Regions from separate parts of the Mus musculus genome. Here region 1 is linked to region 2. A link is a contact called in public promoter capture Hi-C data. All regions are on one chromosome and are shown on one strand. The core of a region is the stretch at or near the end of the contact, and the rest is flanking DNA. Distances in the headings are between cores, read along the strand shown. Region 1 overlaps Bok (BCL2-related ovarian killer). Region 2 overlaps Farp2 (FERM, RhoGEF and pleckstrin domain protein 2).

Region 1 (7,626 bases), core at 3,863-6,362, 130 kb before region 2:
GTTTGTTTTTGTGGTTGATTTCTAGAAGTGGGATTGCTACCCAAAGGGCAAATACCTGACCTGTTTAGGTGTGGCCCTCCTTCCATAGGGTTTTTGGTACCCCAGGGCATGGGCAAGGTGCCCGCCCCCAAGAACGGTAGAGACTGGTATTGAACTTAGATTTAGATTAATGAGAGGTGGGAAATGGGTAATTTGGGTTTGTATTTCTCTTGTATTTTGATTTTCTTCTTGACTTAAGTTCACAAACTCCTTTGAATTAGGAATATTAATCCTCATCTCACTTTTCAATCACAATTTTTTATTCATATGAAATGCATGCAGCACAAAACTCAATGTCTTAATCTTAAAATATGCAACCCAGTAGTATAGTAGTCATGTAGTATAGTCACGGTGCGCAGCTGTCACCTCTACTTCCCAAAACTGTAACCTGTAAAGCCCACGTCCCCACATCCTGCTCCTCCTCCCCATCAGACAACCCTGTACTATTAGCACCGTCTTGGCGAATGTTAAATGGTACCTGCGTTCTGTTTCCATATGAATTTTGTCTTGATTATTAGGTCTAAAATCATACTTAGGATCATTTTGCTCATTCCTCAGTTACAAAGGAGTTGACAGATTTTTTCTTCTAGTATTGCCCATGTTTTACACTGGCCTTGGCTGTGCTGGCCAGTGGTCTTGGTGCAGGAAGGTCAGTGCAGATCTCCAGGCATGAGTGACACTTTTCTCAGACTGGACTTTGGTAGACACTGACATCTGAGCCTGGGTTGTCTGCATCCCTGGCCTTCCAGCATCCTCCTTCTGTGCTGGTGCTCATGGCTGAACAGGAGCAAGCAGGACTATTCTGTCCCATTTCCCTTCCCTGGGGGCGGGAGTGTTTCCTGGCACATATGCTGGCTCACCCACTCCTGAGTTTGTGTGCACTCTCTCCCTCGCCCCCTGTTTCATGAATTCTATAATTAACTTGTTCTGAATAAGGTAGAAAACGTCTTGCTTTACAAGGCATACATGGGGTTTATGGATGCCTGGGGGGGGGGTTGTCCTGTCCGAGGGTCCCCTGCCAGCCTTCTCTCTGTCCTGCTATCCTGTGTCCTTAAGGTGTTGTTAGAACTTCCTTTATATGGGCTTTCTGATCTCTGCACCACTTTAAGCCCTATGCTTTTTTGGGTTCTAAGCATTGAACATTTATTTTCTTGTGTTGGAAATAAACCAAAGGACAGATCCAGGGACAGAAGGCTGCAGAGGCAAGACCACCCACACAGCACATTGTCTCTTCCCCCCCTTCCATCCCCATGTCCTTCCACCTGCTGTCCACCAGTGTGCCAGGGCCACACTGGGTGATGGTCACATACAAGGGTTCCACCCTAAGGCAGAGCTCACACAGCCACCCAGAGCCTTCTAGGATACCCTCTTGGGGCTGGGAGCTTTGGGTAAGTGAGTAGGACTTTATAGGAAGGAAGGAGCAGGGAGAACAGCAGGACCTAGAGGTGGGTGGCAGGCAAGCATGAGGTGAGATAGATATGTTATAAGGGGCCATCAGAACCTCGGGCACTGAAACCTTGGGTCCATGGAATTTGTGACTCATCAGGAAGCCAGATGGCTAGAAGACATCTCAGTTCTCAGCCCCAACCTTATTGTATAGCAAGGAAAACCAAGGCTCAGAGGCCTTTAGTTCTAGCACCATCCTATAGCCTGAGTCTTGGGGATACTCCTGCATTAGGAAACAGTGGGTCCCCTGATATACTGTCTCTTGTAAGGCTATGCCAGTGCCTGGCAAATACAGAAGTGGATGCTCACAGTCATCCACTGTAGGATGGAACACAGGGCCCCCAATGGAGGAGCTAGAGAAAGTACCCAAGGAGCTAACGGGGTTGGCAACCCTATAGGAGGAACAACAATATGAACTAACCAGTACCCCCCAGAACTGTGTCTCTAGTTGCCTATGTAGCAGAGGTTGGCCTAGTCGGCCATCAATGGGAGGAGAGGCCCTTAGTCTTGCGAAGATCTTATGCCCCAGTACAGGGGAATGCTGGGGCCGGGAATTGAGAGTGAGTGGGTTGGGGAGCAGGGCTGGCGGGGGTGGTATAGGGGACTTTCAGGATAGCATTTGAAATGTAAATGAAGAAAATAATAAAAAATTGAAAAAGAAAAAAGAAAACAGTGGGTCCTGCCCGAGACTCCACTATAGTAAAGTCAGCCTGGAGGCAGATATATTGTGGGCCTACAGAGAAAGGCCGACTCCTGTGAGGTAGCAAGGTGGGGTAGTGGGGTGATCTGGTAAGAGCGGGCAGCAGCAGGCTAGGAGACACCGACCTCAGCATTTACACAAGGTCTGTGAGTCTCTTCTCCACTATGTCTCTAGCTAAACTCGGTGTTGTGGTGCACTTTGAACCCTGCACTCAGAAAGATGAGGCAGGAGGATCTTTGAGTTTGAAGCTAGCCTACTGTACACACTGAGAATCTGAATAGCCAGGACTACATAGAGAGGATCTGTCTCAAAAACACAGCAACACATTGGAAATCTTTAGCTAATTCACAGTGACCAGCAGGCCTGTGCTTCAGCCGTTCAGCCAGCCAGTCCTACTTCCTCTCCCACCTCCAGCTGTAACACTGAAGGCATCTGCTTGGTGAGCCCTGTCAATGGCTCAGCCTGACCCCACGCACTCCTCCCCGACTTGATAGCCATTTCCACACAGTTCCCATCAGTTTGCATAAATAAGACAGTAAAAATTCTTCAGAGACAATGCACTTCCTGTCCCCTACCCTCTGGGGTCCTACAGGGACTTGTGTCCATAAATAGCAGTTGGGGTGGGAGTGAGGATTTCTGGGAGGCCCTCACCAAATGCTGGTAGTCATCTCCTGTGGTGGGGCTCCCTCTCCTCAGAGGGAGAGACTTGCAGCTGTGAGGAGCTGTTTCTGTGGGCTAGGACCCCTCATTAGGCCCAGTGTCCCCAGCTTCCTCATGGCCTTCCATGAAATTCACCCCAGCTCCTGCCGACCCTTTTAACAAGAGATCCCCATGAGACCAGTTCAGCCTGTGCCACGTCCAGGCGCTAGTGAGGAGCGGCTCTGGGCTGCATGCTCAGCAACCTCAACTCTGTGGCTGAGGAAGATAGAGTCTCTATTTGCTCTGAGCACTTTTATAGAATGCTAGAGCTTGGAATTTGAAACCATGTCCACCATTTTCTTTCCCCACATTGTCCAGTGTAGTTAGGAGCACCCCACTATTTGCATGGAATTCCATTTGAACAGTCTCCAAATGAACCTGGCCTTCCCTATATTTTGAATATCTCTATTGCTACGTCATTCCCTAGACTAACACAGAGCTCTCTACTGTTAGGACAGGCCGACTGGAGAACCAAAATCAGAACCCTACCCTCAAGTGTCACCAGACAAAGCTTTCATATCTCTAAAGTTTCTAAAATGGGCTGCCAGACATCCTCAAGTGGCTCAGCCTACAGCAAAGGGCTCATTGCCTCTTTGACCTCCACAGGGATGTGAACCCCATATAACTACAGGGCTTCCCTCAGTTTGACACAGCACACCCCAACACACACAGCCTGGCAGGGGGCAAGCTGCTAGGCTAGGTCAAGTCAAAAAGAAACACAGACAGACTGGGCATAGTCAGCCAGCACATACCTCCAGTGCTACAGGGCTGGCTGGGTCTCCCAAACACTCCCATTGCCTGACTTAGACATCAGGAAAGGCTGGCTTTTGGGAGCCTAGTGAATGTATAAGGAGAAGATACAGGCCTGAGTGAATGTGGACCGTTTGATGTAGGCATGACCGTGTCAAGGAGCCAATGCCTCAGACCCATAGGCAGGTAAAGCCCTCCTTTGGTCTGAATGGCTATTGGCAGGATGGGCATGTATGAGCATTTATGAATGATTGACCAGTGCATACAAAAAACTAGCGACTGCAGCTTCCTCCTCAAGATGATTACAGCCTGAGACTGTACCTATAGACATCTACTAAGGCTAGCTACCCCCCCCCTCCATGCTATACATAATAACTGTGCTGAGGTTCCAGGTTGCTGCAGGGCCGTCAGAGTGGGCACATCCCACCTAACCGCAACTGTTATACACATTTTTGTTTCATTTTTGTTTTTTTCCATACAGGGTTTCTCTATCGCCCTGGCTGTCCTGGAACTCACTCTGTAGACCAGACTGGCCTCAAACTCAGAAATCCACCTGCCTCTGCCTCCCAAGTGCTGGGATTAAAGGCGTGCGCCACCACGCCTGGCTGCAACTGTTCTACACATGTGACTGTGTGTGTTCTTTCTTTATTCCCTCACGGTCCCTAGGGAGACCAAATCCAAAGCTATTCAGGACACAGCAGGTAGGGAAGGGTGTTGAACTTGTAGGGAAGGACTGGACTTGCCCAGATTCTGAACTCCTAGAGCAGGCGATATTTGGCAGGCAGTCCTGTGAGGACAGACAGAAAGAAAGCAGAGTAGAGTCTCACACTTCACTAGGTAAAGCTTTATTGGAGTATAACTTATACAGACCCCCTCATCCACAGGATCTCTTGTTCATTGGTCAGGTGAACTAGCCTAGAGCCCTACCTCTCTGGTTCCTGCCATGAAGGACCCATCGTGGCTTAGGGATACCTTCTTCATCTAGAAATAGCCTAAGCAAGAAGCTCTCTTACTCTGCATCCCTGGCTTCTCCTGCATTAGCCAGAGTCCCCTTCAGGTCAAATGTACAGGACCTGCTTTCCACAAAGACTGAGGCCAGCTCATGTCTGGGGAAGGCCCCTTCCTTGGGTGGGGCCTGGGAAATCGAGTGAAAGTATTCACAGGTCCCTTTCTCTAGGGCTGGACACCGACCCTGACTTTCTGGCAGGAGTTCCAGGAGAAGAGCTAGAGCAGTCACAGAGGCCAGCTCCAGACTCTGGCTTTCTCCACACTCCTCTCTCAGAGGCCAGGGTCCACAAAGGAATGGGTTTGGGACAGGGCCCCAGGGGCTAAATGCTCCCAATTTGAGTGAGGGAGGTGCTTTGTAGGTACTGGAGGCCCCTTGGATTGGGCCCAGGGACCCTAGGAGTGGCCCCTGCCCTGGTGGCCAGCTCATCTCTCTGGCAACAACAGGAAGAATGCTGCCTTCAGGAAGCGGCCAAAGCTGCAGAGCGTGGCCACGAGCCAGTGGGAGCGGAAGCCAGGATCTGTGCTGACCACACACTTGAGGACATCCGTCTGGAAGATAAAAGTGATAGTTAGCAACGCCAGACACCCAAGGCCTCTAGTATCCTGCACTAGAAAAATGTCTACCAAGTCACAGAGGGAACTTACATAGGTGTTTGGGAACGGATGCTGTGGGTCCATCTGGACCAAAACCTGAGCAGGACACCTGAGAGCTAGGTAGGGAACAGTGTCAAGTGTGACATCCTTGCCTACCCATATTATAGGTGAAAACAGAGGCTTCTGGGTAGAGCCCATCCTCTGTGCCCAGTACCCAAAAGCATCTTGGATTTGGCCAGCCACGTAGGCAGTCAGGCATGGATCCTGATACCCCACCTCTAGGTCTTCTTAAGAATGCAGGAAAGGAGCTGGGCGTGGTGGCGCACGCCTTTAATCCCAGCACTTGGGAGGCAGAGGCAGGCAGATTTCTGAGTTCAAGGCCAGCCTGGTCTACAGAGTGAGTTCCAGGACAGCCAGGGCTACACAGAGAAACCCTGTCTCAGAAAAACCAAAAAAAAAAAAAAAAAAAAAAAAAAAAAAAAAAAAAAGAATGCAGGAAAGTGGGGCTCTCGAGAGGAAAGTGAGGGTGCTTTGGGCAATACTAAAAGGACTACCATTGACCTTTTTCTGCTAAGCACCTCTGAGAGCATCATGGAAACACGAGTTTGGGGTCAGGAAACATGTCAGTGCAGACACAGAAGAGCCAACACCTGCCTATGTCTCCCAGCAACCCTGAGTTCTGAGGCCCTTGCTCCCATCTTCCATCCCACCCCACCCTTCTGCTTCCCAGCACCGCCACCCCACAGCCCTGCCAATTCTCAGGCTCACCCATCCACCACGCCTCCGAAGCCAGGTAGCCAAGGTCTTGCGTACAAACTCCCCCAGGCAGTCAACCAGGGCATGAACCATGGCAGGCTGAGCCTGCCGGACACAGTCCACCGCTAGCCCCGCGGCCACGGAATACAGGGACACTACCTTGCCCCATGTGATACCTAGAGAGAGAGAGTTGTTGATCAGATCCAAGCCAGCGCCCAGCCCACAGGCTAACATGAAAAGCTGAGCTTCTCTGAGCTACTTTCTTGCCTGCCATCAGCTGGTGCTAGGAACCCCCTACAGGCCACCACCACCTCAGGACACTTGGCTACAGCATGGCCATAGTCTCCAGCAGGTCAGATTGTTCCCTTCTCAGGCAGTTCTTAGATAGATGGAGAGTCCCAGCTTCCAATGCAGACCCGCTGGAGTCTAGGGTGAGACCAGCTTTACCCATCTGATAAAGGTGTCCACAAGAAAGCAGTGTAACTCAGCCCTGACTGACTCAGAATAACAGGCAACTTCAAGGGTGTGTCTAACCCTGTTTTGTCTGCAACTCTGAACCTTGATCTTAGGGCACTAGGTCAGAGCATATCCTGTACTTGTTTTATTAAAACAAAACAAAACAAAACAAGCCAAGACCCACCCACAAGAGGGCTTTTCCCCAGACCGTGGACCTGCTGGCAGGTATAACTAAAACCCAGAAATACGATAGTTTAAACAAGGGAGGGGATTATATGCAGCACCTTAATATACAGGAATTTAGAACTTGGAGAGTTAGCTCCGGAGTTAAAGTAGTCTGTGCAAGCCTGAGACCCAGAGTTCAGATCCCCAGAACCCATATAAATTCTGGGTGGGTATGGCAGCCCACCCCCCCGTAAAAGCCTTGGAAGGCAGAGACAGGATCCTCAGAGCAAACTGGTTAGCAAGACTAGCCATATCGGCAAGCTCTGCCTATCACTGAGAAATTCTACCTCTGTAAATCAGAAGAGTAATTGAAGATAATGGCCAACATCAACCTTGGGCCTCCATAAGGACATGCCTACATATGTGACCATAGACATGCATACACACATGAAAATGGGGAAAAAAATAGAGAAATTTTGTATTCTGTTACTAGTACTGCCAGAAAACAAGAGTAAAGTCCTGGCATAATCAAAACACTTTTGCAGAAGAATCAGGATTTCAATCAAGGTCAGGCTCAGCTGTGTAGCCTCCAGGCCCGGCCTGGACTACAGAAGTTCTTATCTCAAATCAGGGAGCGGAGATATGGCTTGGGAGTTAGAGGCCAGAGGACCAAGTCCAGTTCCCAAGACCAACAATCAGCTCAGAACTGCTGGGACTCCAGCTGCAAGCAGATCTGATGCCTCTGACCTCCGAGGGCACGGGCGATATCCACACACAGGTACAAACATACACGTAAGTAAAAAATAAATAGGTGTCTTAAAAAGACGGGGTCGGCGTGTGTACCCCGGTAATCCCAGTATGAGGGAGCTGAAGCAAGAAGCCAGAAAGGTACAGATAACACAGTTAAGCATCTAAAAATTAAATCTATTTCCTGTTGTTAATGGCACGAGAAGATACATTATTGCATTATTGTGGCCTACCAATACTAAAAAGCTTCAGGGGTTGGTGAGATA
Region 2 (7,510 bases), core at 1,213-3,712:
GGGGGTGGCTCTTGTTCAACATTAGAATAAACACTGAGAAGGGAATGGATCCCTTGGGCAATGGTCAGTCCTGGGGCGTGGGGGGTGGAGGGTGGGGGTGGGGTGGGGGGTCATGAGTTCCAGGACAGTGAGCAGAGTTTTACTGTAGCAGAGAGAGACAGGAAAGCAGCTTCTTCATTGTAAGAGGTCAGATCAGGTTATATGCCAAGATTCTCTTCCACACATACCACTCACTTATCACAACAAAAATCTACTAACAAATATAGAAACAACAAACTGTATCAACCCACCATGCACTAGGATGGCCTACTATGTCCCTTCCTGCCCATCCACCTACCTGGAACACCAGGACACCCATGTGAGAAACTGCTAGATTAATCTTGGTCCCTTCTCTGTCAGAAGCCATGTGAAACCTGATGCCATACATTTCCAGCTTCCTTGCAATCTCAAGCACCTGGAAATCTGACTCTGCAGGAGTCTGGCCCCTGCACAGGAGGACATTTGACATATCAAAATACTTGGAGTGTAAAAAAGAGTCAAAGCACATTAAAAATTAAGTCAGGAAAACAGTTAGATAAAGCAGCCAATAAACCAAAGTGGAAGACTTTGTTTTTAGAAGGCAGATGGTTCACTTCTATGCATGCAAAGGGTATAATGTTTCATTTAAATTCACTAAGTGGTCAGTTTGCATATAACTTACTTGAAGTTATATGCAAACACATCTAGCTACCAAATAGTAAGCTGGAGGAAATGTCATAAATGATACTGGTATCTTTATTATCATTGCAAAACAACTTGGTTTATCCACGTATAGGTCTCCTAACATGTAACATGCGATGTATGTGTCCATAGGCCACACTACAATCTCAGAAAACAGAAGTGAATGTGGCCAACATCTCATTAGGCAGCCTGCAGGAAAGAGATGCTCACAGGAAGTCACATCTGGGAGAAGGAAAGGCTCCCCCATGCCCAATGTCTGAAGCCTGATTGGGGGATTTCCCCCTCCTTACTCTGTTAGAGCCACACTGGGCTGTTGAGTGTTCTCTGATCAGAGAACAACCACTGTTACTTCAGTTCAAATTCTGCAAAAGCCTTAACAGCAGCAGCTCCTGGTCAAACATCTTCAATGTAGCTACACCTACATTCCCTCATCCCGACTTACGTGTGCCTCTGATGGAAGTCTAGTATCTTTTCTAGAGATTTCTCCTGGTTGGGCAAGTATTCATTGGCTTTGAGGTGTTCTCGATCCAGGGTTTCATCATAATCTCCGATTTCCGCTGAGAAGAGACGAAGTTGTCACTTGGGTTTTGAAATAAATGGTATGTGTGCATGCAAATGTTTTATATTTTATTTTTCTAAATGTGCTGTTCAGAGGTAATCACGAAAAGGTTTGAGATTTTCCCTCAAGTTCAAAAATTCTGATGAGTGTTTATAGTGAACCCTGAGTATAATGACTTACTGTCTTTATTTTACTTTTTAAACAATTTTTAAACATTTTATGGTGAGTGTTTTGCTTGCATGGAATGTACCACATACAAGCACCATGTACACGCAGAGCTTAAGGAAGTCAGAAGAAAGCATTGTATGCCTGGGACTGGAGTGGCAGAAGGTTGTGAGCCACCATGTGAGTGCTAGGAACAGCCCGAGGACACATGAACAGCAAGTGCTCTTAGCCCCTGAGGTGGCTCTCTAGCCCTGGCTTACTATTAAAAACCAGTTTACACATCAATTGTTCCATGGGTGCTATGACCAGAATCATTACTTTGCATTAGAAAACACACGCTAAATCTTTCTTCCTCTCCTCAGTGCTTTTCAACTCTTAAAAAACTTCCTAGTTTTCTGAATTTTTAAAAAGATTTATTTTTATTTTATGTGTATGAATGTTTTTTTTAAAGATTTATTTATTATAAATAAGTACACTGTAGCTGGCTTCAGATGCACCAGAAGAGATCTCATTATGGGTGGTTTTGAACCACCACGTGGTTGCTGGGATTTGAACTCAGGACCTTTGAAAGAGCAGTCAGTGCTCTTACCCACTGAGCCATCTCACCAGCCCGTGTATGAATGTTTTGCTGCACATAATAACCACACTGATATGGCCTCATCATGAGTTTAGACATGGTGTGTCCTTCCCTTTCTCTCCTTATGATAGCTTCATAAGTCCTGTAAGCATGCACCCATATCTTAGAATCTCTTGCTATACTTCTCACAGTTTATTTCTGAAGTAAGTTTAGTTTTTATATCTTTATCATCTTTTGTTTCATAAACGATACTAAAGGCCTGAGTTCTCTTCCCTTTACTGTTAATGTTTAGACAGCACGGGCTGTAACTTACTCTCTGGAGGCCCTTTCCTGGGTGTACTGAGTCTGATTTACAGCCTAACTGGGGTTGGATACGGTTTGCTGTTAAGGTAGATAAGGGTAGATAGGGCATTGAGGCAGAGTTCAGTCGGGGACACACAGTGAGTTCAAGGCCAGGCCGAGCTGCTTAAAAACACAAACAAAGCCAACACAACACCCAAGGGCTAGGTCTGTGGTTCAGTGGCAGAATGTCTGCCTAGCATGTACAAGGCTCTGTGTTCTCTCCCAGCACTTGGAAGGGAAACGAGGAAGCACAGGCAGCGAGAGACAACTCTAAAGAATGAATGTAACTTGAGTCTATATGCAGAGCTATTATTGTACATTACAAATGTTAGCTTTCCTCCTACACATCTAAGGACACGTCCATTTCTTTAACAACCAGGCGTGTCAATTACTCAGGAGCACATCAACTAATGGCAGCTCTGCAGAGCATGAGCCCAGGACCGGGCCTCTCCGAGCTTCTCTCCATGTGAAGATACTAACACTGCAGAAGGTGGGATATGAGAAGGGCTGCAGTGTTGGCCGTGCAGGTCAGGCGTTCCTCCAGGAGGTCTCTCTTGAGTTGCAAGGCAAACAGGTACCTAGAAAGAAGTTCGAAGCAAGAGCAGATCAACTCCAAAAGTTCTCTGGACATAGTACAGACATACCTCTATAAGAGAGCACACAAGCTCTGGGAAGCAGCAACACTCAACACTGAGCAAAATGCAGGGCCCTCCCTCCAAGAGCAGGCAACGTCACAAAAGCCCTTTCACAAAACAAGCAGACACCAAAGGTCAGAACACAGATCTCTTCATCAGCCTGAGCCATGCACGTCAGAGCACACACAGTACACAGAAGGACTTCTGTCTGACAACAGGATAGAGAAATTAGCCTTCTCAGGCATACCACTGACCCACACAACCACACTCTCCAAGGCAATACCTTTAACAAGTTCATAAATTCACATTACAGAGTTGCACTCACAGTTTTGGATGAAAGAACAGAAATGCACAATTAAGACAGTTTCAAATGTACCTGAGATACTTTCAAGCAGATTGATAATATTTTGTCTTGGTTGGAATTTAAGACACAAACACTTTAAAATACCACTAGCAAAAATGTAACTACAGAAGGGAACCTGAAAGCATTTATGAGCCCAAACATGATGGCACACCCCTTCCAGCACTCCAGAGGCAGAGGCAGGTGGATCTCTGTGAGTTCAAGGTCAGCCAGGTCTGAATAGTGAGTTCCAGGACAGCCAGAACTACATAATAGTAAGTCTTGTCTCTAAGTAAATCAATAGGAAAATATATCTTCATTTATCCCTTCAATAAGTTCTTCCTCAGTAGTGCTCTGGGAGCTACAAAATGTGGTGAATAACACAAACTCCCTGTCTTCCCAGAAATTTACACTTTGGTACAAGGTATTATTAAAAGTTTACTAGATTTGGGAATGGAGAGATGGCTCATCAATTAAGAGAAGAGAACTTGCTATAGAAGACCAAGGTTCAGTTCTCTGCACCCACATGGTGGCTCACAACTCTAACTCTAATTCCAGGGGGTCTGATGACTAGGTGGCCACCAGGCACACATGTGGTACACAGAAATTCGTACATATATTACTACATTAAAAAAATTATATTTTAAGTAAAAAAATTATATTACTACATTTTAAAAATTACTATTCTTTCTTTTTTGAGAAACAAAATGGAGTGATTCATGAACTTTCACATCTCCCTTGTGCAGACATCACGCTAAGCTCTGTGTTCTTCCTGTAGGAGTGTACTCATAGCTAAAAGGAGCACCTATATTCTCTTAGAACGGAAGCTTTTCACAGAAATATTCCCAGAGTTCACAAGGGCATGTCAGCAATGATATTTCTTTGTGATATTTCAACAGGAGCACCGAGAGGTGAACAACAGCGTACGCAGTGAAACGCCTCCCCTGACTGCTGAGGTCCACCTCCTGATACTGCTCTGCCACACAGTCTCCTTAAGGTCTGCCATGCTGTGTGCACTGAAAGCGTAGAGAGATTTCTTTCTACGGAGCATAAGTTCTTCCTTAGGGGGTGGATAGATGAGCAAGGACAAGCAACTTTTGTTTTCTATTTTACATAACTTTATTTGAAATTTTCTTCTTTTGCCACAGATAAAGTTTTGAGTACATTAAGTGGGAAAAGATCTTCCGAACGAGAGTAAGGTGGAGTAAGTGACTCCCTAGGGCTGGGGTGTTGTAGAGTGCTCACCAAGTGCACAAAGCCCTGGGCTCTGTCTCTAGTGACATACAAACACCTAACAGTCCACAGGGAAGTGGAAGCCGAGGATCAGAAATCCAGGGTCATCCCCAGCTACACAGTGAGTTCAAGGTCAACCTTAGCCACCAGAATCTTTTTTAATAACAAAGCAAAACCAAAACAGACTGCCTCAAACCTACTTGAACTTTAATTCTCAGACTCAGGATCCTAAATTAGAGAGTATTATGTTTAATTTGGGAGTATATGATTTAAAAGTGATCCCCTTCAAAAAGAGAACCCATGGTACTTCTTGGATTTCAGTAAGTTCCCAATTCTCTTTCACATCCACTGACAGTAGCACGGCTTTGCTGACTGTGGCCCAGTCTTTACAACCTAAGGGCTGAGCTCACGCATCTCAGAACTGACTTTCTACAAGTTTCTGGATGTTCCATGATCTAGGAAGCCTTTAAGAGGGGTTCACTGTGACCCTCCTCTGAGCCTGGTCCAGTCGGGACCATGTGGGCACTACAACAGCATCCTACTCCCTTTTATCTGCATCTGACCCAAGGGTTTTAGCACATTTTATTTTTATCTTATTTTAGTTTTTCAAGACAGGGTTTCTCTGTGTAGACCAGGAAGTCCTGGAACTCGCTCTGTACACCAGAACACTGGTCTTAAACTCAGGAATCTACTTGTCTCTGCTAGGATTAAAGGTATGCACCAGCACATAAGGCCTGAGAAAATTTAAAGTTATGGCTTTATTTCTCATTATAAAAGTCAATACACATAAGCATAAAAGATTAGAAAAAGAAATTTCCTAATCTTTACTATCTACACGACTGTTGTTAACGCCCTGGCAGTAATTTCTGCAGAAAAGCAGCCTGTAATTAGAGAAGCAATGGTAATTCCTGATACCCTGCCCTACTCACTCCACTCCTCTGTTCATAAGGACTACTGATGGTATACATCTCCCACATAGGTTTTGTTGATAAATATTTAGGTGAGTAGAATTTTGACTAATTTTATTCATATGCATAAATCCAGACCACCCAAAGAATACTGATTTGAAATTGTTCTAAGCTGGGTGGTGGTGTCTCACACTTTTAATCCCAGCAGAGATCTTGTCTGAGAGAGAGAGAGAGAGAGACAGACAGACAGACAGAGAGAGGGGAGGAGGGAGGTAGGTGAAATGCACTAAAGAAGACCTTAGAGGTACCAGATGTTGATGTTGCAATAAGGAATGAAAACAAAGTACTCCATTTTGTATTAATTTGACCATAACAAGCCAATTGAGTTCTCCATTTTTCTCCTTGTATCTTCTATCTGTCTGCACTTGTGGTTACTAGCCTATCTGTAGTGGTCTGTTGTTGTTGAATTATTGACGTACACAAGAAACACAGCACAGGAAAGGTATGAGGGATTCCTTACAGAAATCTTTAATAAGTTTCCAGAAAGCAGTCATTTTACCAACCCCAACTCACTCAGACAAAAATATCCATAGGTTATGCCAACATTTATGGTGAGTATTTATTTCACAAGATTGCTGCTGACTTATTGGCTGCTTTTAGCAAACAGTTACCACAACACAAACATACACACATACACTATTCTGGATCAGGGGCATGGAAGAGCACATAATTTAAGACTGAAGACATTAATTAGCTTAGGTTGTAAAAGCTGATTGCATTCAAAATCCAAGGCAAAGTTCGTTGTTATGATATTCTCTTAAAGGCAGGTTAAACTTCTGAATACACAGTAGGATTAGGATGTCAGTTGTTTTTGTTTGTTTCTTTGTTTGTTTGTTTTGTCATTTGGGAAGAGGGAACCTCAACTGAGAAGATGTGAACTGAGAATATCTGTGAGCAGGCCTGTCATGCACTTTCTTGATTAATTATTAATGCAGGTGGGATCATCCCAAAGGGGTTGCAAAACAAGTTGAGCAAGCCCGGAGAAGCAAGCCTCTAAGCAGAGCTCTCCCTCTTCAGATCCTGCCTACAGGGTCCACATTGAGCTCCTGCCCTGACTTCCCTCAGTGATGGAGTATGACCTGAGAGTTGTATGCTGAAATAAACAGTTTCTTCCCCAAGGTGCTTTTGGTCATGGTGTTTTTCCACAGCAATTAAAATCCTAACTTAAACGAAGATAAGCCTTACATGATCTCGAGGTGTACATTAACTTGGCCATAAGGTCCAGCAGAAGGTCAATTTTTAAAAATACAATATTTTCATAGAATTGAATCACTACAGTAGCGTATCATAATATTTTCCACAATAAATAAATGAAACGTAGTAAAAACCCCGTCCAGTCAGACTGAGTGACACCCAGGTAGAAGGGCCGCCCCCTCCTTCCTAATGACTCAGGCAGAGGACTGGCAAAGCCCTGTCTAGAGGGAGCCTTACCTTGTGTACTCTTCTTGCAGCTGACCAGGGTCAGGCGGGAAAAATTTTACTGCCAGGCGAAGCACCGCATTTTTTGGCTCTGTAAAAACAAAATAAATAAAATTTCACAGAATAAGCTTAATCCCCACATTTATTTCTTTCTATAGGAAAATCAAGAGGCTTCCTATACACTATACACACATTTATAAGTCCTGAACTACCAGTCACATGTACTGGGGAATTTCAATACTTTGTTTTAAGCAGAGACTACCTGGGAACATTCTTTAGTATATGGGAAATTACACATTAAAATGTTTAAATTAATGCCAGACATGGTGATCTCTGTGAGTTCAAGGCCAACCTGGTCTACAAATCAAGTTCTAGGTCATCTGGAGTTATATACTAAGATCCTGCTTTAAAAAAAAAACGAAAATAAAACGGTAGAAAGGATATAATGAGTTGGTAGAATTTGTATCTAGAATGCACCAGGCACTAGATCCATCCCAAGACCACACAAAAGCCAGGGGTGGTGCATCTGTCTGTAATTCCAGGATGGAGAGG

What was found. Capture Hi-C pulls out chosen DNA fragments and counts their contacts.
Region 1: a promoter capture Hi-C map of liver shows a contact between it and region 2. The contact joins two enhancer-like sites. A contact is called at or near these places in 5 of 39 promoter capture datasets (cranial neural crest, embryonic stem cells, frontonasal cranial neural crest and 2 more), 1 of 115 datasets of contacts at active chromatin or transcription factors (embryonic stem cells) and 3 of 9 other capture datasets (adipose tissue, liver and pancreatic islet).

The regions. Positions count from the first base shown.
Region 1 is chr1:93,692,602-93,700,227 of GRCm38.p6, reverse strand. Bok (BCL2-related ovarian killer) reads right to left here. Exons shown (of 5, transcript NM_016778.3): 4 at 6,005-6,168; 5 at 4,458-5,191. The coding sequence ends at 5,066. Among named protein-coding and RNA genes, the nearest start is that of Bok, 11 kb to the right of the region's middle. Within about 2 kb of position 5,112, at least 36 of the 459 cell types and tissues checked have an H3K27ac peak or open chromatin away from gene starts, as enhancers often do. A contact at or near this core is called in liver, where this site is marked.
Region 2 is chr1:93,562,848-93,570,357 of GRCm38.p6, reverse strand. It overlaps Farp2 (FERM, RhoGEF and pleckstrin domain protein 2), which reads right to left. Exons shown (of 27, transcript NM_145519.2): 5 at 6,971-7,049; 6 at 2,844-2,941; 7 at 1,163-1,277; 8 at 338-485. Among named protein-coding and RNA genes, the nearest start is that of Gm41920, 27 kb to the right of the region's middle. Within about 2 kb of position 2,462, at least 41 of the 459 cell types and tissues checked have an H3K27ac peak or open chromatin away from gene starts, as enhancers often do. A contact at or near this core is called in liver, where this site is marked.